Regions from separate parts of the Mus musculus genome. Here region 2 is linked to region 1. A link is a contact called in public promoter capture Hi-C data. All regions are on one chromosome and are shown on one strand. Each heading gives the region's core, a stretch centred on a gene start, on an enhancer-like site or on the middle of the called end of the contact. The rest is flanking DNA. Distances are from core to core; before and after follow the strand shown. Region 1 overlaps Zbtb20 (zinc finger and BTB domain containing 20). Region 2 overlaps Drd3 (dopamine receptor D3).

The links. Promoter capture Hi-C pulls out the DNA fragments that hold promoters and counts their contacts.
Region 2: a promoter capture Hi-C map of hippocampal neurons shows a contact between it and region 1, with 4 times the contacts expected there. The contact joins two enhancer-like sites. A contact is called at or near these places in 1 of 39 promoter capture datasets (hippocampal neurons) and 1 of 115 datasets of contacts at active chromatin or transcription factors (astrocytes).

What each region holds. Positions count from the first base shown.
Region 1 is chr16:43,079,695-43,082,394 of GRCm38.p6, forward strand. The region is part of intron 2 of Zbtb20 (zinc finger and BTB domain containing 20); the gene reads left to right. Among named protein-coding and RNA genes, the nearest start is that of Gm25873, 45 kb to the right of the region's middle. Within about 2 kb of position 1,432, at least 32 of the 459 cell types and tissues checked have an H3K27ac peak or open chromatin away from gene starts, as enhancers often do. A contact at or near this core is called in hippocampal neurons, where this site is marked.
Region 2 is chr16:43,800,895-43,803,594 of GRCm38.p6, forward strand. The region is part of intron 2 of Drd3 (dopamine receptor D3); the gene reads left to right. Among named protein-coding and RNA genes, the nearest start is that of Gm26074, 32 kb to the right of the region's middle. Within about 2 kb of position 1,322, at least 143 of the 459 cell types and tissues checked have an H3K27ac peak or open chromatin away from gene starts, as enhancers often do. A contact at or near this core is called in hippocampal neurons, where this site is marked.

The DNA.
Region 1 (2,700 bases), core at 182-2,681:
TCAAAGGAACATCATATCCATGGCTGTGTTTTGTTTTGTAACTAGGGTTATGTCAAATTCAGACACTATTGTTACTGTATCAATGGCAATCATCAACTGCTTGTTTTCTTCTCTCCTGACATTTAGCCAATGGTTATCTAGAAAAGCTTAGTGCCTTTACTTTCCCTATTCGGTGAAATTTCGGATAGATGAAGTCTATGCACATGCCTCAAGGACTTACTTACTTACTCTGAGACCCACTCTGTGGCTGCAAGAGGTACTATGAACCAGTACACAACTTGAGTCTGTGGTGTCACTCTGTATGTGTGTTCCTATCGTGTGCTGTCTTCCTTCCTCCCTTCTCTCCTCTCCCTCGGTCTTTCCCTCCTTTTGTCTCTCTCTTCTGCCCTCACCCTTGTTTTCTCACCTTTTCCACTTTTCTGTTTAATGTAAAGCCACGCCATAACTGGTAGGCAGTGAAGGGAGCTGGCACTTCAGTGAGAGCCTTTGTTGGCGTGTGCTGTAGCCTGGCCACAGCCTTTGCTTACTCGTCCACACTAAAATACAGGAGATTATGTACCTTGCATAAGTTTAGCATCTTACCATTGGAAACATTGTGTTTCTCACATTCAAAACAGAACTAGCTCATGACCCAATTTCACTAATAATTTTCTTAAGTAACCATTATACGCATAAGATTTTTTTCTACCCACTGTCTGTCTAGCCTGGTTTAAAATTTTATATATGTACTTTTAAAAAATTGATTAGCTGGAGACAAGCCCACTCCTCTGTTCTGTATAATAAGGATTTAAAAACTGCATGCTGAATTCTGTATAGTGTAATTAAAACTGACCCACATTTGGACCTGAGTACACCAGGACTTAGCCAAACTTGCCATGAGCTGAGTTCTGGTGGCAGATGGGAACTAATGAGGACACACTCCACTCCAGAATTTCCCAGCTGCTTGGCCCCTTTTTGTACAAACAAGGTTTGGAGCGAAGTCCGGATCCCAAGAGCATGTTCTGTAAATGTGCTGTGCCCAATGGCTTGGGAAATGTTCTCACAAAATTATGCTGCTTCAAGGTATCCTTAAGATTTCACCTATTGTCCAGTTTGTTTGTATTTTTTTTTAACTCAAAAGAGCTTTTATTGCTCTTGCCAACCAGTTTTTAGTTTTAAAGTGAATAGGAATCAAACACACCCCATCTTTTCTCCTGTGCCTGGCAATGGTGGTAAAGGCATTCCCATCACAACATGGAGATTTGTAAGCTCCCTACCTCAGGGACCACTGCACCTCAGGAGAAGCATGTCTCTTTGCAACCTATGGATCTCTTCAGCTGGTTTGCTGTCCTGGGACTATTGAGGCAGATGTAATTGAATCAGTTTGAGGCAGCTGGAGCTGGCATGTGGTCTCTCAGATTGCTAGCACCTGCTTGTTTTTTTGCAACTCACTAGAGTGAGAGAAGTGCCAAAACCAGCATTGGTCTTGGAGCAGCAGCTACAGCTCTCCAGATCTCACATCCCTTCCCCTTCCAGCCTCGCCACATCATCACGGGGCCTGAATTAATAAAACCCTTTGCATGATTAGGTCTGAGGTAGACCTTTCCTTCTCATTCTTCTCAGTATGCAGATCCTGACAGTACTGACCACGAGTCCAAAAAAATAAGGCCGGATAATGGTGATCAGGTGGCTGTGGGGCTCTCTTATCATTAGACAACTGGGTAGCCTGTGGTTTGCACATTTCAATGAATGTACCAAATTCATTTACTGTTCCAGCATAGTCTTATTGGCACAGAGAATGAGCAGTTAATGTATAACAAACTGTGAGCTGTTGTAGAATATGATAAATACACTTCCTTAGCAGGGGGGAAATAAAATGGGGCTCTTTCTCCAATGTAAGAACTAAACTAATTGCTGTGGATTGCTTCAGGACTCACTGTGTACCGGATGTTACAGTGTTCTAAAGGAGAGATTTAAATCCTAGGATCCCAGTAGGTGAGCTTTATTTTAAAATATATACATTTGTCATATTTAAAGTTGTAAATCTTTTTTTCCAATATATTTGTATAACCTTAACTTTTCTTTGTTGCATTTAATTATTGTACAGGAATGATCTCACTGGATCCTGATGTTTTATTTGAATTGAGATGTTATAATGTATGTTTATACATTTCTCTAAAGGAGGTTTATTGTTGATAGTATTTTTAGAGCAGCTATGAAATAGAATCATGACTTACTGTAGGGAAATGTTATTTCATTATCATTTGGTAATTACCACATTGTAACACATAGATGCTAGGGAGAAAAGGATATGTGATGTGGCCTTGACCAAAAGGAACTTGAAGACAAATAAGTCAGTCCTTTAAATGACAAAATAAGGCAGGATCAATGTCAAATGAGGTTCTTAGAACTGCCGTGCCCCTTTCTCTTCTCTGTTGTTCATGGAGTACATGCCGAGTCCAGTTTGGTCCTCTTTGCCACCAAGCCAGATTCCTCCTAAAGAGAGCAGAGTACTCAAGCATCGCCAACTGATGGAAGCTGTGTGTAACACAATACCCGTGGGCAGTTGCTGGGAAAGCATGGCATGAGTAATTGCTAAAGCTAGTCTGTGGGAACGGAGATCTCTGTGAGTTTGCTAGGGAGAATCTAGAGTTGAGATGGATCATGAATAAAAGCAATACATTAGGATGAATTTTCTGAGACCGAGAAGGTGAAACATCA
Region 2 (2,700 bases), core at 72-2,571, 720 kb after region 1:
GCGCACCACTAGAAGTATAATTTCCTGTTATCCTAATTTGTGTGAATGCACAGGCAACAAAAACAAATATAGCTATCATTTATAAACAGTCCAGCAAAGTAGGTACATTGTCCCATTACATGTGCACATGTCAGTGGGCGTATGCGTATGTACACACACACACACACACACGGGTGGGGTGACTAGAATCACAAAGCTATTAGGTAATAGATGAATGGAACCAAAAGTCACTGCCCATCTTTTTATTTCCCCAGGGCTGGGGATGGAACCTACCACTTAGAATGTGCTAACCTTTGCATTCTTCCATGGAGAGACAGCTCCAGGGTTATGTTAGCTCAAGCCACCAACACAAGTCTGTGATCCTCCTGCCTCCACCTTCACCCCCTGAATGCTGACCTTGTAGGCATGTGCCACCAAGCCAGCTTGTGCAGCCAATATCTCCTACAATAAACTGCCCTGGAGCCTCACCCTGGGGCCCCTAGCTGTTAAGTCACACTGCCAAGTTCAGTATCTAAGCCTTACAGCAAAGCGACTCTAGGCTGTTTGGTTCCTTGTGCCCGTTTAACATCAACAACTACCCCAGCCCTTCAACAGTGGCTCACACAAGAAAGTTCTCGACACTTGTCTGATAAATAAATTTAATGTGCACTGCCTGACAACCAGGAGGGGGAAAAAATCACAATCATAAAACCTAAAGTCACACAGAACAATCATGAATCTCTTAGGCTAGCCCAATAATGATGGCGATACAGTAAGAACTGCCTTTTGGATTTTAAGTTGTATTAAAAAACAAACAAACAAACAAAAAACTTCACAAATGTAATCTCATTCAATAGCTGTGAACAGTTCTGTTAGACAGAAAATTTGAGTCAGAAAACTCCAGCCGCGGGCCTCACTGTCTGACAAGCTAGCTGCAAAGCTGGATTTCAGCCCTAGGGCTTTACCAGAGCGAACATTGACTGCACTCGGGTCGGCTGAGTACTCTACAGGAGAGAGGGCCGAAAGAACTAGATGCTGCAACACAAAGAAGGGAGTGGGACTGGGAACACCTCCAAGGGAGGTGGCCCTAGCCAGGGTTCCTTCTCCAGCCAAGCCGCGCCAAGCCAAGCCTGACCCAGCGCCTCCGCGGTTGGCCTTGAGCAAATCGCTCAGAGAGGAAACCAGAGGCTAAACAAGTCTCGCAGGGTGAGAATGCGGGGTCCTCGCAGGGCTCCAGGAACTAAGTGGGGAGGTTTTCCGGCTCTGCCTCCCCACAGAGCCTGGAGAGCCCCCAGGTGAGTCGTGAACTTCTCACCCCGGCAGAGCTGGCGAAGTTCTTGCTGCATTTTGGTGCCCTCCAATGGTGGATTTTGGAACAGCCTCGAGGTCTTAGCCACCCACCTATGACATGCTGGAGGGGGCCTCATTTATTCTAACGGCTTAATCATTTAAGAAGAAGAAGGGGGGAAAAAAAACATACTGTGACAATAAAAGACTGTAGTCTTGTCTCTCATCTCTTACCCCAAGTGAGCAAGAAGGTTTGACAGAAATTCTCCCTAATGCAGACTCTCTCAGACTTGTCTAATAAGATACATTAGATGTTAAAAATACACGTCTCTGGGTTTTACTTTAGAAGTACCTCATGGAAACCACTAGGGAAATAACTTGGGGACGTTCATTTTAACAGTACACCCCCACACTCTCCAACTCCCACCCCCACGTTCCCCACACCCTAACACGCTGGCAATTAGCAGAGTCAAGATACTTGGGGAGGTTCAGTTCTGAGCATTCACACTGGTCTCCCGAGTACAAACAAGTGGGATGCCAGCAAACCCATGTTTCCCTGCAGGGCTAAGACAGCTACATGTGCCTTGGACAGGGAATGGGGTCCTTGTCAAAGGCACTGGTCCTAGAGATGGGAGACCTGGCTCTGCAAGGACAACTCCAGTCTGAAACTTTAGATCTATCCTGCCTTCCCTGAAGTTCTGGCTCCTCTCATAAAAAGAGCTACGTTCAGTATAGTCTCTTGCTCATAGAAGTGATGGAGCCTCCAAAGAGCTGATGAGCATTAAAGTGTGTTTAAGACAGCATGCCATTCCCACTAGTGTGCTAGAACCATGCTGGTGAGAGCAATATTCCAGGAATGTTTCAAGTTGGTAATCAAGCCTTTGGTGGTGGCTTGACATGAGCAGTGGTGGGAGTATTTGCGCAACAAAAATTGATGCATGTTACAAATTGGGGCTTTGTGTGTGTGTGTGTGTGAGAGAGAGAGAGAGAGAGAGAGAGAGAGACAGAGAGACAGAGAGACAGAGACAGAGAGACAGAGAGAGACAGAGAGAGACAGAGAGAGCAAGAGAGGAAAAGAAAGAAAGAGGAAAAGAAAGAGAGAGGAAAAGAGAGAGAATTGTTAGCACATCACTGAATATTTAGCATGTCTGGATTCTTTTACCCGTTAATTTTTTTTTGCCCACACATTTTGGTGTGTGATGTTTTTGTTTATTTTCAGTTTTTATAATAACATTTTATATATAAAAAAGCTAGTATGAAAAACAAGGAGGACTTTGCCTACAGCAAGCCCAAGCCAAAGAACGTGGTTGCCATCTTCCCACTCTCCAGACTTCAGCTAGCTGTAGCAGTTCCTCCATGACAGCAGCAGGATTTAAGTCTCAGCCCCTCCTCCAAAGGCTCCTGGGGTCACCATGAAGTGACCCTAGTGACCAC